Linked DNA regions of Mus musculus: region 2 is linked to region 1. Evidence: chromatin contacts called from public Hi-C data. All regions are on one chromosome and are shown on one strand. The core of a region is the stretch at or near the end of the contact, and the rest is flanking DNA. Distances in the headings are between cores, read along the strand shown. Region 1 has its middle 23 kb from the start of Gm30224. Region 2 has its middle 71 kb from the start of Gm41499.

Region 1 (7,333 bases), core at 2,831-5,330:
GAAGGGGTTGGTCTAGGGAAAAGTGGGGGAACAGGAGGGAAGGGATCGGACCGGGTAGCCATGCATGGGGAAGGGGAAAGAAACATACAGAGTTCACGTGTGTGTGAGACACCACAGTGAAACCTAGTACTTTCTATGCTAATCAAAAATTGTAACTTAAAAAAGAATGGGCTAAACAAATAAATATATCCTGACTGATTTTACGTTCTCCTGACACAAGCTATAGTTGTCCTAGAGGAGGAAACCTCAATTGAGAAGATGCCTCTATAAGATGGGGTTGCAGGCAAGCCTGCAGAGCATTTTCTTAATTAGTGACTGATGGGGGAGGGCCCAGCCCACTGTGGGTGGGGCCATCCCTGGAGCCTCTAGACCACCAGCTTCCCAAGTGCTCCGAGAGGTTTCAGGTCTGCCCTCAGCCTTTACCCCCTGTGCTGAGGACTATGAGACCCGTGTGTACTGTGTACCATGTGCCATGAACCGTGTGTGCTTGTTGTAGCTGCCCACTGCCAGACACACCCACCAGGCCATCCCTTGCTTCTCTTGGTCAGGCTAAGCCCCTAAATCCTGCTCCTTTCTCTTTCTGCTCTTTTGGGTGAGAACCAGCCGCTGCCGAGCCTAGTAGAGATGCCGCGTTATTTACCTTCATTTTCCTTTTGACTCTCTTCTTCTGATGCCTTTTTTTTTTTCACCCTCACCATGTTTCTTCTCCATCTTACACCTCTGAAGGCCTTCCAGACAATACATGGGGACAAGTCGTGACACGGAAGGCTTGAGGCTGCCAGGCTGTAGAGGAGGTGAGGCGGTGGGATGTCATTGGCTGGTCATGAGAAGCTCACCTGACAGCATCATGCACTGCTTCACAGCAACTAGAAACACAATGAAGTTAAGGGGCTGGGGTAAGCCATTCTCACAGGAAGAGAAGCCGTAGGAGAGGAGCTGACAGGCACTCTAACAGTAGTCTTCTGAGCTGGGGACAGAGTGTTTATGAGGCTCTGAAAAGCTCTGTCACGTGTGTTTCAACAGACATCGCAGAAATTTCAGATACAGCCCTGTTTGCTATAGTAGCATCAATGGCTTCTTCTAGGGCCAACACCCTATGGAAACCATCTCAGTTCCCCACCGTTGGCTGTCCGGGGATCCCCGGCTGCAGGGCAGCGGGTATCAGGTAGTAAAGGCCGCAAGTAACTTCCTGGCTTGCTAAGCAACCAGCGGAAACCACTCTGCTCTCACTGTGCTCTAGGCTGAGCATTCTCCTCAGAGTTTGAACAGAGAGAGAATCTCAGTAGATAAATTATTGATAACGTGGGCGTTACAGACACAGAACCCATCCCTCCTAAGCTCAATGCCCTGTGTGAGACAGACAGACAGACTGGAAGGAAGGAAGGAAGGAAGGAAGGAAGGAAGGAAGGAAGGAAGGAAGGAAGGAAGGAAGGGAGGGAGGGAAGCAGGCAGGCAGGCAGGCAAATGGAATCTGTGTCTGAGGTGCATTGTGAAGCAGAGTGGAATGACCCACAGGTGTAAGCAGGTGAGGTTGGAGAAGTGACACAGCTGGAGAGAGAGTCTCTCTCTGAAGTGTGCATAGTGTCACAAGTGAGGGAACTGGAGAGGACATGGAGGCTTGGTGGGGGATGAGGGGGGTGGGGTTGGGGGAGGGTGGGGCTGGGAGGAGGGGGCTGGAGGGAGGGTGGAGACTGGAGAAGAGGATGAAGGTGGAGGCCAGAAGCAGAAAGATGAGGACAAACAGTAGGTCTGTGAGAACAATCTAAGGATTTGGTGCTCCATGAGCCAAAACAAGGGTGCAACCTACAGGGAGATTACAAAATGAAGGTCACAGGGTAGCTCTGGATTAATTCCCATGATGCGGAATCAAAGACAGTAGAATGGAAAAGAAAGGGCTGTGACACACAGAGGTGACACACAGAAGCCCGTAGCAGTTCATAACTTGCTGCTATGTTTCAGTGTGTGCATGGAATTCTCACACACATGCATGATCATGTGTACAGTCACATTTGTGCTTGCATACATGTTACATGGTCAAACATACACAAGCATGTGTGTGTGTACATATAAGCTTGCATATATGTTACATGGTCACACATACACTACCATGTATACACGCACATTTAAGCTTGCATATATGTTACATGGTCACATATACATTAGCATGCATTTAGATCTTTGTGTGTATGACATCTATATGTTTGTATGTATATTATGTATGTGTGTGTGTGTTATGTGGATGTGTGTGCATATGTGTTTCCATGTGTAGGTGTAGAAGCATTCATGCCACAATGTATTCCTGGGGTGTGTTGGTTTTCACCTTCTACCCTGATTGAGACAGGGTCTGTCTGTTGATTGCTACCATGTTCACCAAACAAATTAGCCCACAAGCTCCTGGGAAATTCTCCTGCCTCCACTTTTCATCTTACTGTAGGAGCAGGAGGAGTGCAGATGCTTTCTACCACACCTGGGGCAGCAGGATTATAGACATGTGCTACCACACCTGAAGCAGCAGGATTGCAGATGCATGCTACCACACCTGGAGCAGCAGGATTGCAGATGCATGCTACCACACCTGGAGCAGCAGGATTGCAGATGCATGCTACCACATCTGGAGCAGCAGGATTGCAGATGCATGCTACCACACCTGGAGCAGCAGGATTGCAGATGCATGCTACCACACCTGGAGCAGCAGGATTGCAGATGCATGCTACCACACCTGGAGCAGCAGGATTGCAGATGCATGCTACCACACCTGGGGCAGCAGGATTGCAGATGCATGCTACCACACCTGGGTTCTTGGGATTCCAACTCAAGCCCTTATGTGTACATCGTAAGTACTTTATCCACTGAGACATCTCTCCAGCCCATGATGCTGTTTCTTTACTGCGAGTTTCTGTGGACTGACATGTTGATGTGGATACTCCCAAAAGAATGTAGACGTGATTTGAGGGTTAGTTTAAGGGAGGTGTCTAGCAGGGAGGAAACAATGAGAACATCTGAGGGACCACTGAAGGCAAGGACCCTGGGATGCAGAGGGTGACAGGAGACAGACAATGGGGGGCTGCCAGTCCACTACAAGGAAGAAAGGCAGCCACATGAGGCTTAAAGAATCAGAGAACAGAACACCCCACAGGTAGCATCCTGGGCCCAGGGCAGGAATGTGGTGGCCCCTTTCTTGGTGACAGACAAGTACCAACTCCTTCTGAAGGGATGGGACAGGAGTGTGTACAAGCATGACAAGCTACCTATAGGGTCAAGGAATTTATAATCACACACTTACTTGAACTAAAATTCTGACATTTGGGGGTGGGGGATGTGATGACTAGAAGATGCATTTTCTGCAAACCTCCTTAAGATAGCTCTCCCAACATTCATGTATATGTACGTGTGTCAGCAAACATGGTTGTTTTTTTTTTTTTTCATTTTTCCCCAACTATCACTATTCTGTGACTATGGCCTTATTTGGATAGGTGTGAGTAATTTAAGGATCATAGGATGAGATCACACTGTATTTATGGTGGATCCTAAGACCAGTGACTAATGTCCTAAAAAGAGGAGGAGATCTGACCCACCAGAGAGATGACAGGAAGACAGAAGCAGAGACAGAGCGATATGTCTCCGAGCCACAGGACCCCAGCAGATTCCAGTTGTCACTGAGGGCCAGGAAAGCTGTTTAGTGTAGATTTAGCCTTTGAAAGAGACCGGACCACGTGACCATCAGATGACAGCTGATTCCAGACATCTGGCCTCTGACCTCCAGAACTATGGGGAGATGACTTCCTGTTGCTTTAAGTTACCCAATTTGTGGTAGTTTGTTGCAGCAGCTGTAGCAAACTTACCCAGTGAGAATAGTAAAGTAGTTCAAAGGAAGGCTGAGGATGGGGAGTCAGGATCAAGCCAGTGGCCTGCCTGGGTATACCCACTTCTCCCAGTGAGAAAGAAAGGAAAGAGCAGAGGAGAAATGAGGGAGAAGGAGAAGGGAGGAGGGAAGCTGGGAGAAAGAGGGAAGTAGGGACAGGAAGGGAAAGGAGACATGCCAAACATCACAACACTGGAGAATTGACCTTGGCCAGAGCTATGTGACTTCAATGGTTTGCGTGGCTGACTCCTCATTCTCTTAGCAGCAAATGGCTAGCTAGGACTGAGTCCAGACCCAGCCTGCCTGGGTTTGAACCCTAAGGCTTTGGAACATCTGGTCTACCTGTGATTCAGTGTCATCATCTGCAAAACTGAAATGCCAATGACTCCTCCTGCCCTGGGTGGATTTGAGGATCATAAGGTCTCCTTGTATGCATTACAAATGATGTGTGTGAAATGAACAGAGCCATGGTGGCAACAGAAATCTTATTGTCCCTGCAGGGGCTCAAGAAACATCATGAAAGAGTGTATAGAAAGAATGTAGAAGCTGGATGACGGAGTGGAGGCCTATGCAGTGGTGTGGGGAGGCCTGTGCAGTGGTGTGGGGAGGCCTGTGCAGTGGTGTGGGGAGTGCTATGCAGTGCTGTGGGGAGTGCTATGCAGTGCTGTGGGGAGTGCTATGCAGTGCTGTGGGGAGTGCTATGCAGTGCTGTGGGGAGTGCTATGCAGTGCTGTGGGGAGTGCTATGCAGTGCTGTGGGGAGTGCTATGCAGTGCTGTTGGGAGGCCTGTGCAGTGCTATCTTCTGGTGTGTCATGGCTGCAGCACTCGTGAGCTTGCAGCAGCTGCAGTGCCTGCATAGGTTCTGCATAAGACTGAACCATTAGACACTCAGTCACAGGAGGGGAGGGGCCTCTGGGGCTCAGCCCAGCCAGGCCCTGGGGTAGCTGGTAGAACAGAAACCCTTGTTTTCAATACTGTCTTCAGAGTGAGTCCCTCACACCCCAAGAGACAACATGACACCTGTGCCCATGCCCATGCAGGTAGCCCCTTATTAAACCAAGTGGGTCACAACTTAAAATAAGAACAGGACCAAAGTAAGGGTAAGAGGCTGGTGCAGAGCAGAGCCGGGTGGTGGTGGTGCATGCCTTTAATCCCAGCACTTGGGAGTGATTGTAGACCAGCACCTTGTCTACAAAGTGAGTTCCAGGACAGCCAGGGCTACACAGAGAAACCCTGTCTCGAAAAACCAAAAAAAAAAAAAAAAAAAAAAAAAAAGGCTGGTGCAAGGAGAGGTGTGTGTGTGTGTGTGTGTGTGTGTGTGTGTATTTGGAGAAAGAGAGAGAGAGAGTATAAGTGACCTGAATGTATCATATGCATATACAAACCTGTCAGATAAAGTAGGTTATTGTTAAGTGGGCTACAAGGAAGATGGTGGGTGATGAAACGATTAACCACAGCCTCAGTCCCAATGTGAGTGTAGCCCAGCAGATACAGAACTAACCTGGTGAAGCCTTCCAGACCCACGCCATGGATGGGATACAGTACCAGCACAGCCTGCCTGGTGACAAAGCTGGTGGGGTGGGGTGTCTTAGAGTTTCATTGCTGTGGAGAGACACCATGACCAAGACAACTCTTATAAAGGCAAACATTTAACTGGGCCTGTCTTACAGTTCCAGAGGTTCAGTCCATTATCATCGTGGCAGAAAGCACGGCAGTGGTGCTGGAGGAGCTGAGAGTTCTTAATCTGCAAGAAGCAGAAAGGGTGTGTCCTCCGCAGACGGCCAGGAGGAACCTGTTCCACACTGGGTGGAGCTTGAGCACTAGGAGACCTCGAAGCCCACCCCACACAGTGACGCACTTCCTCCGACAAGGCCACACCTACTCCAACTAGGCCACACCTCCTAATAGTGCCATTCCCCATGGGCCAATGAGGATCAGACATATTCAAACCACCACAAGGGGTCAGGGAGATCCTGAACATTTTATCGTGGGTGAGGAGTCCGAGAGTGGCCACCAAGGGTGTCTCTGCCGATCACGATCCAGGGCATCAGGAGTCCCAGTCACACATCGCCCCCTTTTGTGGAGAATCATGACGACATCTCACATCTGTTCTACACAGAACCCTCACAGTAGAATGAGACCACCATCTCAGAAACAGTTCCAGGAAAGATTCCACGACCTGTGCCCACAACCGAGATCTCGTCTCTCTGTTCTGAGATTCTTCACCCACGCGTCAGGGCTATGGAGTGTTCAGATCTTAGCGCAGCTTTCAGCCAAGGGGAGAGAGTGCAGATTTATCGGCACTCCATCTTCTTTTGTTTAAGGATAAGCAGATGTAAAGGCAACAAGCAGAACCGAGTGTTATAATAATAACCCTGAAAATCAATAAGAAATACAATCTCCCTGCTACGAAAGAAAGACAGACACCTTCTCAAATAAGCAACTCCTGAAAGGGAGCAATCCGGGCTGCGTGTGACTGCGCATCTCTGTAACCCCGGGACTCAGGGGGTTCAGACAAGAGAATGCCAAGCTCAAGTCCATCGTGGACCACATAACAAGACCCCGTTTCAACCTCCACCCCAAAAAGCAATTAGTAAAAAGGGAAGCAATGGGAAAGAAGCATAGAAATCCAAATAATCAAGTGTGTGGAACCTTAAGCAACCGGTTCATAATCATAGAAAGAGAAATAAAAACACAAGCAAAAACCATTCAATTCTAAGAACTAAAAATATCACAGGGTTGGCAAGGGTGTGGGGCAACTGCAGTTCTCAAGTGCTTCTGGTGGGTAAGTTGATACAGACACTCAGAAAACTATTTAGAAATATCCACTACAGCTAAATATACAGAGCAACCACACCTTCTTCTGCTCCCAGGAGGTGAGAGCCTGCATTCCCCCAGCCATGGCAAATCAACTAGATAAAACCAAGATGTCCTTCCACAGAAGAAGGAATAAGTGAAAAATGGTTTGCTCATGCACAACAATATACCCAATGAGAAGGCACAAGCTACAGGTGGGCATACCATGTGGATGGATCTGACAGACATGGAGTTGCGTGTAAGAAGCCAGGCTCATGCCTCTTTTTTTTTTGTTTGGTTGGTTGGTTGGTTTTTTTGTTTTATTGTTTTTGTTTTTTTGTTTTGTTTTGTTTTTTTGGGTTTTTTTTTTGTTTTGTTTTTTGTTTTGTTTTGGTTTTTTTTGTTTTTTATTTTTTTTGGTTTTTTGAGACAGGGTTTCTCTGTATAGCCCTGGCTGTCCTGGAACTCACTTTGTAGACCAGGCTGGCCTCGAACTCAGAAATCCGCCTACCTCTGCCTCCCGAGTGCTGGGATTAAAGGCATGTGCCACCATGCCCGGCTCCAGGCTCTTGCCTTTAATTCCAGCATTTGAGAGACAGAGGCAGGTGGATCCCTGTGAGTTTGAGGCCAGCCTGGTCTACAGAGTGAGTTCCAAGACAGTCAGAGCTACACAG
Region 2 (7,333 bases), core at 1,493-3,992, 460 kb before region 1:
TTGCGGTAATTGAAAATTCTTGGCACCCCTCCTCAAGTGGCTGCATTGCCCAGTCTCTGGGTTGTACTGTGGCCTTCTACCTGTGTGTCTGTGCACATATTTAGATTAGGGACCATCTTTTGTGTGTGTGTGTGTGTACATGTATGTATATGTGTGTGCATGTGTGTATATGTGTGCATGTGTGTGCATGTATATGTGTATGTATTGTGTATATGTGTGTGCATGTCTGTACATGTGTATGTGTGCATGAGTGTGTCCATATGTGTAGAGTTGTATTATGCAGTTGTGTGTGTGCATATGTGTGTGCATGTGTATTTGTGTGTGCATGCATTTGTGCATGTGTGTGCATGTGTGTGTACACGTGTATGTGTGCATGTGTATGTCATATGCACACATAACAGGTGTGCATATGTGTGTGCAGTTGTATGTATGGATATGCGTGCATATGTTTGTGCATGTGTATTTTGTGTGTGCATGCATTTGTGCATGTGCGTGCATTTGTGCGTGTGTGTACGTGTATGCATGTGTGTGTGTTGCAAACGTTTAGAAGTAAAATTAGAGCATGTTTCTTTTGGAATTGGAGCTCAGTTTCAAACTAAACCTAAGCCAGGCACTTGTCATACGTTGGATCGCTTCTTCCTAAAACAGTTATGCTGAAAGCTTCCAGCCCCACCTGTGCGTGTATGCATGTGTGTGCATTTGTGTGTGTGAGTGTATGTATGTGTGTATGTGTGTATACATGTATGTGTGCATGCTTGTGAAGGCCAGATGTTGCTATCTGGTGCTTCTCTCTCTTACTCTACATCCTATATTTTAAGGCAGGGCCTTTTGCTGGGTCAGGAACTCAGCATTTTGGAAAGAATTTCTGGCCACAGGAATCCTCCTATCTCTGCTAGGATTGCAGGTAGTTGTGGCCTTGGCCTCCTTTTTCTAGGGATGTTGAGGTTCTGAACTCAAGTCTGTAGTGCACATCTTACTCACTGAATCATCTCCCCAGCTCCTAAGGGTCCATTTTGAAGACAATTTGCTTATATTTATGAAAACCCTCTTTCCAAATACAGAAACATTTAACAGGTGGGGCTGGAAGCTTTCAGCATAACTGTTTTAGGAAGAAGCAATCCAACGTATGACAAGTGCCTGGCTTAGGTTTAGTTTGAAACTGAGCTCCAATTCCAAAAGAAACATGCTCTAATTTTACTTCTAAATGTTTGCAATCAGTGCACTTTTTATAAGAATTTTCATTTTATGTGTAGGAGGGTTTTTTGTCTGCATGTGTGTATATAAGCTATGTGTGTGCAGTGCCCACAGAAGCCAGAAGAGAATTGTGTATGCCCAAGAATAGTTGGTCATGAGCTGCCACATAGTTGCTGGATATCAAACCTTCATCCTCTGCAAGATCAACAAGTGTTGTGCACTGCTGAACCAACCCTCCTGCCCATCTTAAGTTCCCTTAATAAGCTATGGCGTATTGAAAGTTTTGTCACTTGCATTCCTCCAGGATAATTATGTTATCACTTAGAAATAAAACAACACATCAGGACTATCAGGAAACTCAATGGTTACATGTACGCTTGTGCACACACAGATACACATGCATGCTTATGAACACACACAGGCACACATGCATGCTTAGGCACACACACAGGCACACATGCATGCTTATGCACACGCACAGGCACACATGCATGCTCATGCATACACACATAGAAACACAGGCACACATGCATGCTCATGCATACACACATAGAAACACAGGCACGTTTTTCTAATCTCTTATACACCTCATTTCAAGAATTTAATCAAATGCATCTTGAAGTATTACTCATGAAATGTTTTATCTCAGCTTTCCCCCTCCCCATTTAAAAGTAAACAAAGAGAGAGGCAGGGGGTGGGGGGAGGAATGATGGGAGAAGAAGAAGCTGACACACCTGCCGTGCAGACATTCGGCCTCCTTCCTCCACCTGTTTCCCAGTCTGACCTTTACCCAATGGTAGCCATGGAGGGACTCTGAAGTCCAGGTTTGGGGGAGTGTCACAAAGGCACATTGGTACAGTAGCCAACAGTATGGATTTGATCTGGGGCTGGAGTTGAGCTGCCCACTAGCTCATCCTGTGTCTTGAGTGATGGTAGTCAGTCTCCCTCAAATTGTGGATGTGATCTGGGAATGAAGAGATATCTGGAAAGTTCTTAGCCAGAGCCAGGCATCTAGGAGGTGCTCAATAAATGCCAGCTGGTTGGTGATGTATGAGCTGCTAAGTGGGTAGAGTTTTTATAGTGCTGTGTGTCCAATTGTGTGGTTCAAATTTATAAATAATTTGGAATAGAAGTAAGAACAAATAATAATTTAAATTAGTAGTTATAGGGGTTTTCTGTTTGTTTTGATTTTATTGTTATTTGTATGCTTTTCGATTTACACAACTATGAAGATTGAAGTCTAAAACATACGACCCTGGCCTCTCTGCTTGATGTTCCTGTGACACATCTGCCTTTGGCGCTGATCTTAGCAGGAGACAGGGATGCTCAGAGAGAACACGCCTGGAAGCAGGTGAATTTGCGCATGACTTTAGAAATCACGGACCACTTCTGGGCCTCGGTTTCCTCATCATAAAACAGGATTTGTTAAGAGCCAGGAGAACAGGACCTTCAAAAAAAGGTTATGACGCAGACCTTCAGAAAAGGCAAGTGTTGCTCATTTTCCATAACTGGTCTCCACCTGCTTCACGGCTTCCCTTTCCCACCACAAAAGGGGAAGCAAAACCAAGCCAGCCTGTGCGAGCATTGCCCCAGCTGGAAGCTAGCAGTGTAGCTCGGGCAACTGCGTTGCTTTTGAAAAATGGTCAGTCTGCTGAAGATCTGAGTTTAGTCACTTTGGGATTCTCCCTGGAGGGTCATCAAAACCCTTAGGTCTCTACAGTCTGCCCTGAAAGCAAGGTGGGATTGGTAGCTGCTAGAGCCACTTTGGGTCTGAGGGCTGCCTTCTGAGTTCCTTCTGCTCTGTACAACAGCAAGGTAAAAATAAAGTAATGCTTAAAGCCACATGTCACTTGATCCCATGGCTGTGAAATGCCTCAGGAGCTGAGAGTCCTCTGTGGGCATGTAGAAATGTAGTGCGCGTATATACACCTGGGCACACACACATTCACTTAAAACAGACAAACTGACAAAGGGATGTGAGAGTAGGGTCTTAGCTGCGTGGGGTGGGGGTGGGGGTGGGGGTGGGATGTAAAATGTAGAGTCACTGCCATACAGATTTCTCTCTGGGTGATGGAATATTCTGGAAATGGGCAAAATGATAGTTGCACATTAAGAACAAAACAGAAGCTGTTCCGTTTTATATTAGAAAAGAATGATTTTTTTTTTTAGAATGGAAATTACACCTCAATTTTTAAAAATAACTCACCAGAATTTAAGTTGCTCTCTCCGTGCTTCAGTTACTTTGTGCATACACTATTACAACTGGAATTTCTGGTGCTGTGGGAAAGGAATCAACCTTGCTGTGGGTCTGCTCCTGAGCTACTTTGTCGCCTGCTGCTGGTGTATCGATGCTTTAGTTATTGCTCGGCCTCAGTGTGAGCGAGCATGTCTCGCTTTCTTCTCAGTCTAGAAGATCGGAACGGTCCAGGAGAGTGAACTTTTCTATCTCCACGTCAAAATCAGTTTTTCTGTGTTGTAAAACTAGGTTGAGACTTTGGTAAGAATTTCATCTATTCTATGAGTCAGTCAGGGGGTGGGGGGGCTGTGATCCTAACTCCCTTAGGGTGTCTGTTGCTGGAATGAAACACCAGGACCAAGGGCAACCAGTGGAGGCAAGTGTTTGTTTCATCTTACTGCTTGTAACCCACCATCAGGGGAAGTCAGGCCAAGAGCTCCAGGCAGGAACCAGCAGGCAGAAACTGATGCAGGAGTCATGGAGGAGCATAGCTAACTGACTATATGACTTGCTTGGGCTTTTCTTACACACCGCAAGACCACCAGGAAGGGCACTGCCTACAGTGGACTAGGCCCTCCCCCATTGTTCACTAACTAAGGAAATGCCCTACAGTCTTGCCTACAGCCCAATTTTAGGGAAGGCATTTTCTGAACTTAGAGTCCCTCTTCCCAAATAACTCTAACTTGGGTCAAGTAAAAAAAAAATGAACTAGCCAGGATACTTAATATACTTAGTCTTCCAGGACATGTCTATTGCTTAATTTAGCTGTTGAGTTCTTGAAGTTGGATTTTGTGATTTCATCCATGTTTTATAATTCCAGCATACAGAATACAGGCCCTACCTATTGTTTTGTTAAAAGCACACATATATTTATTATTATTATTATTATTATTATTATTATTATTATTATTACTATTATTGGGGGAGAGACAAAGAGGAGAGGTGGGTAGGTAAACACAGTGCTCAAACATACCATGGCATTCCTGTCCCTTGGGACACTGAGTCCCAAGGATTGAACTCAGGCCTTCAAACTCGTGTTTGCAATCATTGTCTCCTCCTGTCCACTCGTGATCTGGGTAAATTCTGAGCTCCGTATGTCAGTCATGCTTGTGGCCACTCTGCCCAGCTTCGTACTTTAGTTATGCCGATGGCTACTCTGCTTGCTGACTTGACTTGGTTCTGAGAAGTATGCTTCTTATGGTTGTATAATTCCCTGAGGTTTTGTCTTTAGTGCATTTATTTATTTAATGGGATTGGGGGTGGCGGCTACAAGCTATAGTGTGTATAGAACAACTTGTAGGAGGTTGTAAGTGTGGGAATTGAACTCGGGCCGTCAAGATTGGCAGCAAGCACCTTTACCCACTGAAGCCATCTCTGCCCTAGCTACCCGAATCTTGTATGTAAACAGGAACGTCATTAACAAAGAAGGATGGCTTTATTTCTTCCTGTTCGATTTGAATTCTTTTTTGTTTATTTTTCTTGCCTTACTGCAGTGGCTGGAATTCCATGTTCGAGTTTGAGTTAAAATGATGAAGAAAATAGTCATTCTAGTCGTGGAGCATGGGAATTCAATCTCCCACTGTGGAGACTGCTATCGTGAGTCCCTTTTTATGCCCCGTGTTCAGCAGCAGCACACTGGATTACTCGGGGATAAACAGCAGCTCTTTGCAGGGGAGACTGACGGTTTTTTTCTAGGCTGGCTTCTGGGAAGTGAGAATGAAAGCTTCCGTCTTGGGTGTCTTCCCTCAAATCTTTCTGATGGTTTCAAGAAGCACTGGGCTCCTGCCTGAGTCTCCACCCTGAGTCATTTTTCCTTTCTTCTTTGTTCCATACAGAAGAGAGCAGAGTGCTTCCCTCCTGTCTGCAGAGAATAAGGCGTCCTTTGTAACATATGCTCTGCGGTAACTCTCAGCTAGGATGGTATGCAGATCCCCGAGGGTCTATCTCCAACACGCTTACGGAAAGTCCACAAGGCATAAAACTATTTGAACAAATACTGGGATAGTATTTGCCTTTGGGAAAAAATGTATTTATACTCAAGTTTCAAAAATAGTGGTGGGTAAATTATTGGTGCCTCTAGCAATCAAGCCGCTGCCGCCGCCAGTATTATGTCCTGAAGAATGGCCAACCATGGCCCAGAAGCAAGTGAGTTCTTAAAATAATGCCTTTAATGAAGCAATAAGAAGTATTAATGCTACAAAATCTGAACCTTTGAGGACACAGCTTCTCGATATTTTGCATAGCAACAGGGGAAGTAGGCATGATGTGCTAATCCCATCATGAACAGACAACAATGGTGCCCCAGGTGTGGAAGCAAGTCCTGCGCTTCTGAGCATCTTCTCCTTTAATGTTCTTCACACTTTATCTGGTTAAGACTTGTTTTATTTATTATCTGTGTGTATGTGTCTGCATGAGTATATATATATATGTATATATATATATATATATATATATACATATATATATATACACACACACACACACACACACATAAGCAGATACACATATGTGTGCATACACAGAGGTCAGAAGAGAGTGTCAGATCTCTTGGAGTTGGAATTACAGGCATTTGTGGGACTCCTGGCTTGCCCCATGAGTGCTTGGATCTAAACTCTAGACATTAGGACTGTGTGACCAGCACTCTTAACTATGAGTCATCTCTCCAGCCCCAAACACTGACCTTCTGTAAGAGAATAACTGACAAACTCCAGCTCTTCAGAGTTGTGCGTTCAGATGATCTGATGAGAGAGAGAACAAGGCAGCCAGGCCTGGGTCTCAGGCTTTAATCCCAGCTCCTTGGGAGACTGAGGTGGGATGACCACAAGTTCAGGGTCTGAGTTGACTTCAAAGTGAGTTCAAGGCCACCCTGAACATGTTACTGAGTCATTGTCTCAGTACTGATTGGCAAGCTGAGGGCCAGGGTTATCCGTTAGTGAACAAGCAGTTGCCCAGCACAGGAGACAACAGATTCAATCTCCAGGACTTAAAACATAAATAATAATACTAATAGTAACACATTTTTAAAACAATAAAGCAAGCTATCTTTCCACAAAGAACAACTGAGACTTTCACTGGCTTGACAATGATGAGACTTGAATTTACATGTGAAAATTTGAATTTTTATGTGTTTGTTTTTACTAACGTGACAGACTTAGAGGTGTTTCTGATGAGAAGGATTTTTTTTTGTTTTGTTTTTTATATATAATTGCTATCCTTCTCCATTGACTAATGTAAATTGTCAGCTTTTGGCAGATCTGTGTAACATTGTGAAAGGCATTCATTTCCTAAATGATCTGTATGGCTGTTGTAAGTGAGGGATGTATGAGGGAAAGATATATTTACAACACAATTGGATTAATTTGGTTTTACATGACAGAGCATGAAATTCACTGCTGTATTCAGACTCCATATTACAACTGAACTTTAAGAAAACCACCTGTATGGTGTCATGTAATACCGAAGAATTCAACAGTCCTCTGCAGTCGGTCCCGTGGGTCTCGGGACACCCTGTCCTTTGAACTGTATGTGTGTATAGTTGTTTTGATCTGAAATGTCTTCTAAAGTCCCTATGCTAAATCCTGAGCCTTCAGCTTGGTGATTTTTGGAAGAGAGTGTGGAAGCCCCGTGGAGGCCAGGCCTACTGGAAGGTCTCTGGTGGTTTCACATTCGTCTTTGCAGAGTCCTGTGGGATCTGTTCGCTCCCAACTGTCAGTGCATCGGGCTTCTCCCCACCACACTTCCACCATGACGTCTCCCCGATGTGCCCAAGGACACGGAGCCAAACAGCCCTTCAGCAACATTTCTGCAACCATGAGCAGGAGCAAACCTCTTCTCTTTGTAAGCTGATTATCTCGGGTATGCGTTAATAGTAACTGGATGGTATAACTGGATGGTTTCCAGACT

Evidence for each region. A called contact is a pair of places that touch in the nucleus more often than the background predicts.
Region 2: a contact with region 1 is called in a Hi-C map of bone marrow-derived macrophages, with 5 times the contacts expected there. The contact joins two enhancer-like sites. A contact is called at or near these places in 6 of 484 Hi-C or Micro-C datasets (CD4 T cells, bone marrow-derived macrophages, cerebellum and 2 more), 1 of 115 datasets of contacts at active chromatin or transcription factors (bone marrow-derived macrophages) and 1 of 9 other capture datasets (embryonic stem cells).

The regions. Positions count from the first base shown.
Region 1 is chr16:92,569,813-92,577,145 of GRCm38.p6, reverse strand. No RefSeq gene overlaps it. Among named protein-coding and RNA genes, the nearest start is that of Gm30224, 23 kb to the left of the region's middle. Within about 2 kb of position 4,080, at least 45 of the 459 cell types and tissues checked have an H3K27ac peak or open chromatin away from gene starts, as enhancers often do. A contact at or near this core is called in bone marrow-derived macrophages, where this site is marked.
Region 2 is chr16:93,024,265-93,031,597 of GRCm38.p6, reverse strand. No RefSeq gene overlaps it. Among named protein-coding and RNA genes, the nearest start is that of Gm41499, 71 kb to the right of the region's middle. Within about 2 kb of position 2,742, at least 91 of the 459 cell types and tissues checked have an H3K27ac peak or open chromatin away from gene starts, as enhancers often do. A contact at or near this core is called in bone marrow-derived macrophages, where this site is marked.